Regions from separate parts of the Mus musculus genome. Here regions 2 and 3 are each linked to region 1. Evidence: chromatin contacts called from public HiChIP or PLAC-seq data. All regions are on one chromosome and are shown on one strand. The core of a region is the stretch at or near the end of the contact, and the rest is flanking DNA. Distances in the headings are between cores, read along the strand shown.

The links. HiChIP or PLAC-seq counts read pairs in DNA pulled down with a chosen protein or histone mark.
Region 2: a contact with region 1 is called in a RAD21 HiChIP or PLAC-seq map of pro-B cells, with 7 times the contacts expected there. The contact joins two enhancer-like sites. A contact is called at or near these places in 2 of 15 datasets of contacts at CTCF or cohesin (large pre-B cells and pro-B cells) and 2 of 484 Hi-C or Micro-C datasets (B cells and bone marrow-derived macrophages).
Region 3: an H3K27ac HiChIP or PLAC-seq map of double positive thymocytes shows a contact between it and region 1, with 5 read pairs. The contact joins two enhancer-like sites. A contact is called at or near these places in 2 of 15 datasets of contacts at CTCF or cohesin (large pre-B cells and pro-B cells), 1 of 484 Hi-C or Micro-C datasets (bone marrow-derived macrophages) and 4 of 115 datasets of contacts at active chromatin or transcription factors (bone marrow-derived macrophages, double positive thymocytes, embryonic basal ganglia and 1 more).

The regions. Positions count from the first base shown.
Region 1 is chr12:34,658,343-34,662,249 of GRCm38.p6, reverse strand. All of the region lies in intron 3 of Hdac9 (histone deacetylase 9), which reads left to right. Among named protein-coding and RNA genes, the nearest start is that of Gm46347, 130 kb to the left of the region's middle. Within about 2 kb of position 2,014, at least 12 of the 459 cell types and tissues checked have an H3K27ac peak or open chromatin away from gene starts, as enhancers often do. A contact at or near this core is called in double positive thymocytes and pro-B cells, where this site is marked.
Region 2 is chr12:35,121,271-35,125,205 of GRCm38.p6, reverse strand. It overlaps Snx13 (sorting nexin 13), which reads right to left. Exons shown (of 26, transcript NM_001014973.2): 19 at 2,181-2,288; 20 at 666-776. Among named protein-coding and RNA genes, the nearest start is that of Mir680-3, 72 kb to the left of the region's middle. Within about 2 kb of position 1,380, at least 24 of the 459 cell types and tissues checked have an H3K27ac peak or open chromatin away from gene starts, as enhancers often do. A contact at or near this core is called in pro-B cells, where this site is marked.
Region 3 is chr12:35,144,567-35,148,383 of GRCm38.p6, reverse strand. Snx13 (sorting nexin 13) reads right to left here. Exons shown (of 26, transcript NM_001014973.2): 26 at 907-3,817. Among named protein-coding and RNA genes, the nearest start is that of Mir680-3, 48 kb to the left of the region's middle. Within about 2 kb of position 1,868, at least 5 of the 459 cell types and tissues checked have an H3K27ac peak or open chromatin away from gene starts, as enhancers often do. A contact at or near this core is called in double positive thymocytes and pro-B cells, where this site is marked.

The DNA of each region.
Region 1 (3,907 bases), core at 765-3,264:
GTAGACATTGACACGAAATGTAATGGAAAAGGAAGTCCAACAGCTTCCATGTGAATTGTGCTTACTCTTATTCTGCTCAAATAATCGTGGATCTAAAGCAGCCGTTCTCAACCGTTCCAATGCTGTGACCCTTTTATATAGTTCCTCATGTTGTGACCCCCAACCATAGAATTATTTTTATTGTTACTTCATAGCTATAATTTTGCTACTTATGAACCATAATGTAGCTATTTAATATGTAGGATATCTGTTATGAGGATCCTGTGAAAAAAGTTGTTTTACCCCCATTGGTTTGCAACCCACAGGCTGAAAACCACTAATCTACTCAAAGCTGATTCACTGAAAACATTTTTAAGTTAGTAATTCACAGCCTTCTCTATTTATTTTTCAAATAGGACCCTAAGTATGTGATTTTGAGACAAGTGAAGGGTTAAAAGGCCAAACATTTTGACTCTTTCTTTCTAAAATGGAACTAGGTGAGATAGGAGGATAAAAAAAAAGCCACAGGTGCACTTTACTAAGTCTCAAAATTTTCAATGAGAATCTCCTGGGTTATTTGTTAGAGCATAGCATTTCTGTGCTGGTGGATCAAAAAAAGATGACTCCTCTAGTGGTTTATGGTCTATGTATACAGCACTGCCCCTTGCTGTTTTGTTTTAGTGTGTATATGTGTACATGTGTACAACACTGCCCCTTGGTGGCTTATGTGTCCATGTGTACAATACTGATCCTTGCTTTTGTGTCTAAATATACACAGCACCACCCTTTTATTATTTATATATTCTGTTCATAGTATTGAGTCTTGATGGCTTATGTTTCAATGTACACAACACTGCTCTTTGTTGCACTGTGTGTCCACATGCACAGCATTGCCCCTTTTTGGCCCATGGTTTTTGCACAATATTGTCCCTGGTTCTTGCTGGTTTATGTATCTATGTGCTAAGTCTGTTGCTGGTGGTTTATATGTCCATGTGCACAGCACACATTTTGCTGGTATTTCTGTCCATGTACCCAATATACTGACCCTTAATTGTTTTGTAAAGATCATTTTTCTCTCTCGTAAGTCAGCCATTCACTATAAATAATGTGCGCAGCTCCCTTGGTCTTCTCTGAGACACTAGAGAACCATCATGTGTGTGAGTATGAATCTTAGAATGCAAATAAAATGCTCCCTATATAGCAGGCCTGGCTATTGTCTCTGAGCAGAAGCTATAGTATAGACACAGGATAATGCTCATTCAGTGGGTTTCCCCCTTCCTGTCACATTACCACTCTGCATTTTGCTTTTATGGCAAATTGGATTTATAAATGTCTGCAATTATAAAACATATCTTTAATTCAGTGACTTCAGGGTGATTTCTGTCTTCTCTTTTCATTTCATTGAATCTTATATCAAGTTAAAGCTGACTTGAGAAGCAGGCTTGGGCAAAGTGCAATTTTGCATAATTGGATTCTATGGGAAAGATGAATCTAGAAACCAAGTGTGCAGCACGTTCCCTGCATTCTTGTTAAGTAACCTTTAGCAGCTCTCGGTGGAAATGCCTCAGTGGTTTTTCTCCATCTTCAGCTGGGCAGCTACAGGTCTCCATCTCTATTAACCCCTGGCTTTCCTTTTGGTGTCTGTCTTTCTGAGTGTCTTGTTCTCCTCCTGCCTTTCTGCCTTATGTTAAGCTACTTTGCAACATAATAAGTTAATGGTGTTTAGAATTACTTTGGAGATAAGGAGATGACTTTTTATGCATGTGTTCAGAAATGGGTGTTTTGAGTATGTTTCATTGTGGCAGGGGTGGGGGGAGGAGGGGAGGGGCTGGGGAGGTTTCCTTCCAAAGCAAAAAAGGGAAAAATGTAAGTTTCCCAGAAGTAAAGGTCAAGAGACATGGAACAACTATTTTATTATTTGCTTTCAAAACAGAGAGAGTATGATTTATGTCAGCTAGAAGCTTATGTCATAGTTGTGCAGGTGCTGCTGTGGAGTGTGACCCCCCTCTAATCCCCATAACGACACCGGGCATTGACCACATTAGCTTTGTAGTTACCGACGACTGCCTTCCCCGGGGCCTTCTGGTTTCTAAATCCAGCCACCTGGCTAGCAGGCCAGCCAGTGCTTGATGCAAGAACATTGTTTTCTCAGTATAGCCTGAAATTCATTTTGTGTATTTTGTGTACATGGCTTTTATGTGACTGTTTATGATGATACCTCTGTGGTTCCATTGGAAGTCACCAGGCATATTGTCTTCCTCCTTCCTTTGTTAAGAGATACATCATCACAATTACTAAAAGTGATGATGGTTTATATATATATATATATATATACACACACACACACACACACACACACACATATATATATATATATGCGACATGTAGGTTCCTTCATATCTAATGAGGTCCTTGATATTTGAGGAATAAATCTATATGTTTATACAATTTATCTTCATGATCTTAAGAAGGATGTTAGTATTTTGGTAGTTTTTATGAGTCTTTTGACTGCATGCACAAAGATTTATTTAGTTTTGTTTTATATGTATGAGTGTTTTGACTATGTGTGTATAAATGCACTTTGTGATACCTGGCACCCATGGAGGTCAGAAGAGTGCGCTAGATCTTCACAACAGATGCTTCTGAGCCACCACATGGAAACTGGGAAACAAACCCCGGGTCCTCTCGAATAGCAACGACTGCTGTTAACTACAGATCCACCATTTTTGTTGTTTCTATGTCTTGGTGTTTTCTCCTAAAAGCTAATGAGATTAGATATTTTCTAATTATCACAAAATTACTTTATATTTTATTCCAATTTGCAGCATTTCCAAGGTCCATGGAGATTCTAATAATTTTGTGTGTTATGGACTATAGAGACATGATCTAAATATTAACTTCATTTAAAATATTATTAATGATATTTATAGTTTGCTAGGCAGGGTATTTACCTATTTGTTAGCATATTAAGTTAATGTAAAAAAACGCCAAGAAATAAGACTCTGAAGCTAAACTAAATTTGGATCTCGGCTCTATCACATCCCAGTTCTGTGATCCCGAATTAACCTGTTTGTGACTCATTGGCACCAAAAGCAGCTGGTGGTGACAGTATCACTGTCATAGATGTGATAATTGAATTATTATTTGTGAAGCCCTACATATATATTTGTCATCGTTTAACTTTTCCAAGCAGAGGCTCTTCATTCACAAGTTGACTTTGTCCCACAAGAACAAAACTGAGAAATCATCAGCTCTGACTTAACTTCTTTCATTTGGAACAGATACTGCGTAACCAGGAATTGACAAGCCACAGAAACCAGCCCTTGTCTGAGATGGCATGCAGGACAGAGTAGAAATGGGTTCCATAATGGAAGAAGAGGGAAGTTCAAGATAAGTTATATTTTTCTCACAATAGCTTTGGGCACCCTTCACATTTCAGTTAGGTGGTGACAACATAATTAGACAGTAAAATATCCTGTCTCTAGCTATCCTTTGTGTGCCTGCAAGTCATCTGTGAGGAGTCTCAGCTTGCAAAGGCTGCCTCTGGCTATGTGTTTAGTGTGATTTTTTCTGTAAAATATGCATGAATAAACAAGGCTTCCGACAGAAATAATTAATATTTATCACTTAGTGAAAGCTGCAGCAAATATAAATTTTCGAGATGACACAAGACAGAAGACCTAAGACAAGGCGCTGTGTGCTCAGAGCATCGGGGCTGCCGCTGATTTACAGACCTGTTTCTTTTTAAGATGTGAGAGAAAGAAGTACAAGAATCACAGTGAAGACTTTTGCCACACAGTCCCCAATCCCCTCTGTAGTTCATGGATTGTGAGTATTTGCCAAGGATTCCCCTCTGGAGGGCAGTGCAGTACTACAATTGTTGGAGCAGCCGCTATCTCAAACCTCCCAGAAATTCACTTTAAAAGAT
Region 2 (3,935 bases), core at 131-2,630, 460 kb before region 1:
AAAAGCCAACTCATACTAAAGATAAACTTGGTTCATTCTTGCTTGTGATTACATCTGTTTCCCAAAAACTGGGCTATTGCCTTGCCTGTAACCTTAACTACAAATGGTTTACACTGTTCTTCCAGTGACGGCCATGTCTTTGTTTCAAAAGCTTGTTACAACCATCTTGCAACTGTATCTTTGTTTCCAGAGGTTTCTATGACTCCCTGTTGTTATAACTCCTTATAAGAGTATCTTTGTTTCCGGAGGTCCTTCCTTATAGCTAACTTGTTATGCTTATTCTGCTCCTGTAACCCTGACAAATTTGCCTGCCAAATCCTCCATTTGGAAACCCTCTAGCCCTCAGCAATAAAATCCTTGTCTTCTTCACTTCCATTCTGATCCCCTGAACTCTACTTCTAGAGAGAAGTAGTCCATGTACACAAATTTTAAAAATGATGCTTTAATTAACTGCTTGCATGAATTAATGTGGCCATGATGATTTGGTCAGTGATCTTTCATTTGCATATTTGGTATGAACAGATACATCAAGCAACAGCATACTGACTAAGCCAACATGACAAGACCTACTTAACAAATCATTTTAAAATATATATGTCTATAGTTTCCTTTATTTAAAAAAAAAGCAAGAAAGTTCTTAAAAGGAAATTCAATAATATGCCAACCTTTCGAGCAAAATCACCCTTCCCTTTACTGTAGGCTTTGTTCTCAAGGAAATCATAGACACAGTGAGCCAGCGCCGGGGATGCCTTCATCATTTCAGGAGTCAAGAGTAACTAATAGGGAAAAGAAGAAATCTTAAGATGGTAAAATAGCATTTATGTTAATTCCACTTTATAAAATATCTGGCTCTACAGCTTATCCATACTAGAAACTGTGCTGTTTATTATAATACTGCTAAAGTTTAAGAGTAATGAAAATAGGATTTTATAATATATATGAATAGAAACTTTCAAGTGTAATAAAAAATCCAAAACATATTCCTTTCATGAATGCAAATAAACTCAATAATCTTAATAATCTAGCTTAGTTGCTTCTAAGGCAAAAGTGGTGACATACTGAGTCTATGAGCTAAAAGTATAAGAGAGTCAGTCACCCTTAAACTTATAGTACCACAACTGGGAAAAGTCATTTTATCAATGTACAAAACTGTTAGGGATCTTAACAAAACTAAAACTGAGTATTTTGAAGTCAAGTGTTTAACAAGTTTTATCAATGCAGCATCTATGCACTGCACTTTCCCGCTGGGAAAGAATGAAGTGACAGCCAGCTGCTCTTCCTTCCTATCCTGGCCTTTCAATACACAGCAGCAAATTACAATCGTTATAACTGTTTAAATCTGCTGCTTGTGAAAAACCAAAAACAGACAGACAAACAAAAACCCAGCTACCAGCTAGAGATATAAATCCGTGGTTTCAACAGGTGGCTTCCTGCTGCAGTCTCCTGACTCCTTTTGTAGAAAACAGGAAGCTAGATAATGGAACACTGCCAACTGGGATGACACCTTTCTAAAATATGCAAGAACATTAGAAACCACTAACTAGGATGAACTGACAAGGTTCATGACTCTACCTGGGGTTTGGGTATTCAGGTATAAAATGTATCTCTAGGCATTCGACCAGCCTACACAATATGTAACTTGTAAAACATGTTATTTCCTGTGAGGAAATTTTATGACTAAGATGATGAGCCCAGGATATATCTTCAGCTCTATTTCTCTCAGGAACTATTCTGGGAACAAAAATGAACTACGTTCTGTGGTAACCTAAAAAGCTATCATGTATTAAATTATAAGCATTTAACTTCGGGGTAAATCATACTATATATCTAGTTATAATAATCTGAAACACATATTATACATATTCATCTAAACACAAATAAGCAAAAGTCTTAAGTGCTTAAAAGAAAATGTCTAAGTTTAACATTAAATACAGAAACAATAAACTACTTAAAAGACTACATATCGTATTTGATACTACTAAAATTAGTTATTTGTCCACAATTACAGTCAGCCAAACTATTCAGTTGTGTTGTTCTCACTGCTAACAAGGCTGGATGTGGGGTACAGTGTCACAGGCATGTCACACACATGCTGCACCAAACATAACTCAATAAAGACATCTACTCTACTTGTGTGCTGTAACAAATGAAATCTACGGGCAATACTATAACCACCTTACCTGCAAGTAGGCATTTAAATCCTTTTTCCTCTTTTCTAAAAAATCTCTATCCATATTGTTAAACGTCTTTTTACCAGGAAGCTTCAATATGCTTGACAGATTTTCAAACTAGAAGAGAAAAGACATTCAATACTTCTTTTTTTAAAAGAAATCATCTCCACGTAACATTTTTTCTACATGTCAAAGTATCTTATTTCTTACATTAAACAAAACATCACGATCACATTGTCCACAAAACCCAAAAATTTTTTATCATAAAAAATTGACAATGGAGAATAAAAGTGGATAACTGATGAAAATGGGCACTCTGCCATATCAAGTTTCATTTTGCAGTTCTAATTTTCAGATCAGTCAAATTTCGTAGTAAAGCAGCAATCCTTTTCCTAGCCATTTGACTCATGAAGAGAGTATTAAGAAATTAAAATTTGAATCAGTTATGATATTATGGCTTGTTAAAATCTAAGAGACAATTTTAATATTAGTGACTATAAAATAATCACTGTAGTATATATCTTTAAAAAGCAGAAAGACAAACTACTAATTATAGACAGGATCTGTATTACAACTTTGCATACAATTATATTAAATATTAATAACCTTTCCTCATCATATGAAAAGTAAACTCATAAGTGACACTAATGAAAAGGACCCAATAGTCACTGTCATGCTATTGTTTTCTTTGTAATGTAAAAATACAGAGCAATATAGCAGTCTTGGTTTTGCAGACTTAATATTAGGTGCAACCATGATAGTAATCTACTACACCGTCTCATGCACAAGCTGTTGCTATGTCTATTGCTGGGATGACGTAGGGTAAGGCCTGGCCAACAGCCAGTACCTGAAACTTTAGGCAGTCTCTTCCCTCTTTCCATATTACATACACTGAGACAAGCAAAGCTTTTTTTTTTTAATCCTTTGTTTAAAATACATTAAGACCAATTCCTGCTGCAAACATTGAGAGGAAGATGGAGAGAGAGGGAGAGAATATATGAGATTCAGAATCATTTCCATCCCAAACTGTAAGATTCTGACAAATAAAAGCAATGAAAAAAATCTAATTGTTTAGAATGAAAATGTGAACAAATTCATTATACAACATATATGTAAAATAATAATTTTGCTTCAATAATTATCAAGATGAAAAAGCAGATAGGGGCAATACATTGAAAGTATTGAGTAGTAATGATAACTCAGAAATTTAGCTATAAAGCCAGAAGAAACAGTCCTCATTGAATACAGTATGCAAAATAGTTTCTGTTGCATCTATGAAAACTTGAAGAAAATTACACCTTGTGAAAGTCAATAACCTATGTTGTTTCCAAAGATATACAATTGCCTAAAATATTACTTATGCATTTGACTCTAAATTACCCACTCATTTTTTCAGAGTGCATAGCATATCCTTTCTTACCAAAGAACAGGGGCCTGAACTGCATTTATCCAAAGTCACATGTGGAAGGCCTTACCTTATACAGTACATATTCTAAGACAGGCTCTTTAAAGAAATAATTAAATTAATCCAAGGCTTCTGGGTTAGGCTGTCAGTCAAGCTGACTCTGCTATACTTAAACAGCACACACCAGGAATGCACACATACAGGCAAGAGGTCATTTTCTAGTCTGAAACAACTGAGGAGCCTTAGGAGAAGCCAAACCTTTTAACACCTTATCTTAATACTTTTGGAATTGTATCAAGTTTAGATTCTTAATAAACCACTAAAATTTGATGAAATAGGTTTGAAATTATGTTTAAAAA
Region 3 (3,817 bases), core at 619-3,118, 490 kb before region 1:
ACCCCTTCCTTGGAACAACTGTGCTAAAGAAGTGGTAGAGCTGGCCTGGCTGTTGTCCCTGTAAGCAGGGCTGTTGTTCACCTTGCTCCAGGGCTCAGCTGTCTGTGAACTTTGTTTTAGGAATGTTCCAGCTAGTAGGATAGCTCAGTAAACCTAGACGGTATGAAAACCACGGTTCATACAGAGTATGTTTCCTTTGAGTCTGGACTTTTAGTAGGCCAGGAAGCTGGGGAAGAGGCTGTCAAAGATTCTGTGCTCAATGAAGTTTAGGAAGTAGGTAAGCTGTTTCAAAGAGTCTGATACAATGTTTTGGACTGTTACCATTCTGGCATTCTGGATACTACTTCTGACAGTTCTGTCAGAGCACATCTTAAAGGACATCTTAAAGCACAACAACTCAGCTTAAGGGGGCTGATATTTACAATAGTATTCTAAGAAATAGTATGCCAGTTCTTAGTAAGGTAACAGGTATTGATTTAATGCCTGAGCAGTTTCTGGATGTAGACCAAGAAAGCTATACATATTTTGACCAACCAAGCATATTACTGAATGTCAAAGCAACTGTCTTTTAAAACAGAACATGTCTAAAATACCAGTCAAAATGTGAATTGCAAATGACATCAAATAAAATTTGCTAAGTTCTAGATCTTTGTCTTTCAGAAAATCACTACCTAATTTTATGTGACAATAAAATAGAAAGTTTCTTTTAAGATTTTGGTAGCCAATGGTTTATCCCATGAAAGAAATTAAATGCAGCTAGTTTTAATTATTCTGTAGTTCATCTATAATCTTGAAACTTGACTGCTCAAATTCTGAATTGAAACAAAAGTGCTCAGAGACTATAAAAACAAGACCATTGAACAAGCATTTTAAAAAATACATACTGCCAAGTAAACACATCAGAACTGTTTGTTAATACTTTATTAGTATTTTCTAACAGACAGAACATAACACAAACCAAATAAAAATTTTAATTTCTGTCGTTAATAAAAGTAACTGACATTCTGATTCTTTCCCCTTGGTTAGAGGAGAGCATTGATAGAGCGGTAGGCACGATCGACGCTTATATACAGAGATATGCACAAGGTAGTTTTTAACAATTAAAACCCTAAAATGTGCTCTTTAGTTTTCCCTTATAATACAGGAGCCATGCTCCCATAAGCAAAATTTTCTACTAAGAAAAGAATTTTACAAGGAGTGACAAAAAGACTTTTAAAACAAGTCCTTAATTAAGGTGCAGCAACAACGGAATGAAGTTGTTGGGTTAATAAGACAGTTAAATTAGATCTCAAAACATTAAAAATGTAGTTATTATACAATTACTCAAACATGCATTAAATGAAAATATTGCACAAAATTAAAACTGTAGATTGTGAAAATTATGTTCTTAATTTTTTTCTAAAAAAAAAGGTACACTTTCATTGCACTTAACTCTTTTTTCCCCAAACACCTGCAGCAAACTTGTAGTGATCAAACTGATATATTCAAGAAATTTTGTTGTTGTTGTTGTTTAAATTAAGGCTAACAAAGTGCATCCACTGGTCAATGGCACAACTGTTTCCAGCAACTGCATGGGACACTTGAGCTATAGGAAATGCTCATCTAAGTGTGACATTTAAGTCATACAATCAAATTTTAGGTGAATAAGCTGTGATGGGTTTTTTGTAGTTTTACACTACCTGAAAAAAAAAATATCAGAAAACCCAAAAGAATGATTAATTTTGACGGTTTTGCCTAAAGGCACCACTACTGACTTAAAAGTGTTCAGCAGAAGACATATAGCCTCTTTGTGTCTATGTTCATCTGTGCAACAAGTGCACTAAATAGAATAATTTTATTAACCAGAGAATACTGTACTCTACTCATCGGTTAAACACTCTACACAGCTGGACCAAGCCTAGGGCCAACGACCACACTCTGTTGTAAGACACAGACGTGCACAGACACGTGGCCATTTGACATTTCTGCTCCTGAAATATAAAAGCTTCTCAGCCGAGGTTCCTTTAAAGACCACTTCCTCGAACAGTTCTGATTTTGCTCTTTGTTTTGTTTTGGTGAGGTTGCAGTTGTCTTGCAGGGCTGTTAGAAGAAGAATCTGCATTTTGTATGACCTCTTTTTCCCCTGGTTGACAGTTTTCTCACTTTATTTTCACATGTACACACTAGGCTCTTGCATGAATCCTTCTGTATGCACTTAAATGTACTCATGTAAGAATATAACTGAGACAGGAGGCTGTGTATGAAATTATTGCACTTGTGGCCATGCTGAGGCTTCCCACAGACCTGATGCATCCAATTTTAAGCCTGGGGCCGAGGAAGGGCCGGCAGGGCAGGAGCATATGAGTATAGGAAACATTTCTTCTGCCAGACAAACAGAATCTTTCCTCACTTGCAAGTTTTGAAAGGGGCTTTACTTATGTAATTCTGAAAGACATGCAACGCATGCTGAGTGTGTGCATACTCCACATATGCACACAGCACTGGTGAGCATTGGAGAGCCTTACAGGAAGGCTTCCCTCTTATTACTAGGCTTCACTGGGTAAGAAGGATCTGAAAGACAGCAAGACAAATCCCATTCCAGGCTCCAAGCTCCCAAAGAGCTGGGTTATCAATACTCTGTCCCTTTACAACAAGCACCCAAACGTTCTTTAGATATCAGGATACTGGCTCAGTGGTCTGAAAAGTAGTTTCACTATTTTAAGGTTTTAGTGTTAAATATTTTTAAAACAAAAAGAGCTGATATATCCAAACCCTTAGTCACTGGAAGTATTTAAAAGTACAGAAATCCTGCATGTATGGGATATGAAGACTTCCTAATGGACAAAATGGAGAGAACACTAGGAAATGCAAAGGCTTCACAACTGGAAAAGGTATTTGTTTCACTGATATAAAATATTAGGGAGTTAAATGTATACACCAAAGGGTTTTGTGTACTAGCTTTATTTAGAATTTTACATTATGCGAAATATAAATAAAAGCATATTTTTAAAAATAGTACAGTTCTGTTTTCATTATTTATTTTTATATATGTACACATAGTAGAATTAGGCATTTGTATGTTTACATAGGACTAGAAGCTCATTAATCCTTTGATTTGCTATATTGGTAGTTACCTAAGGCATGTCTAGATCATACAATTTAAAGTTATCATATGGTAACTTTCAATAGAGTACTGCTTTAATTTCCAATTTTTAGAAGGACAATGTATTTGGCAGTTCTTACAATAAATAATTTCCCTTCTATATAATCAGTAATCTGTTAAAAGATTAAAAAATGTGAACTCCTAAGAGAGCTACCACATGCTTCTTCTGCACAGAATGCCAAAGGAGAGGTGGAGAGGTGAGGGCCCTAAGAGCAAGGCCGAGCCCATACAGCACATCACCAAAGAGAATCAACCAACATTTCCATCGGTGAATAATAAATCCAATCAAATGCTAGTTTTGATTGGCTTTATATTAAAATGCTTTACACAGGACGGTAATTTGGGAAGGGTGATTTCCTGCACTAAGGGCATTCTTTCCCTCACTTTGCCCAGGCTACCTGGAAACAACTGGACAATTGTTCTGAAGATCACTCACCTGCTAACCCACATGATAGCAAAATGCTGATGCCCCACAAGATCCTTGAGGGAGACAAATCTCTCCAACTCTGAGCTGCGCTCTGCAGCCACCACACTAGTTAGCTAAGTTACCTGTGACCCATTGCTTTGTGCTTCCCTCAGCTCCCACACACACACTCTGGCACTCTGGCACTGGGAGAGAATGCTGATTAGTCTGGAACAGAAGAGACCGACTCCATTCTTGAACGAGACGGGGCA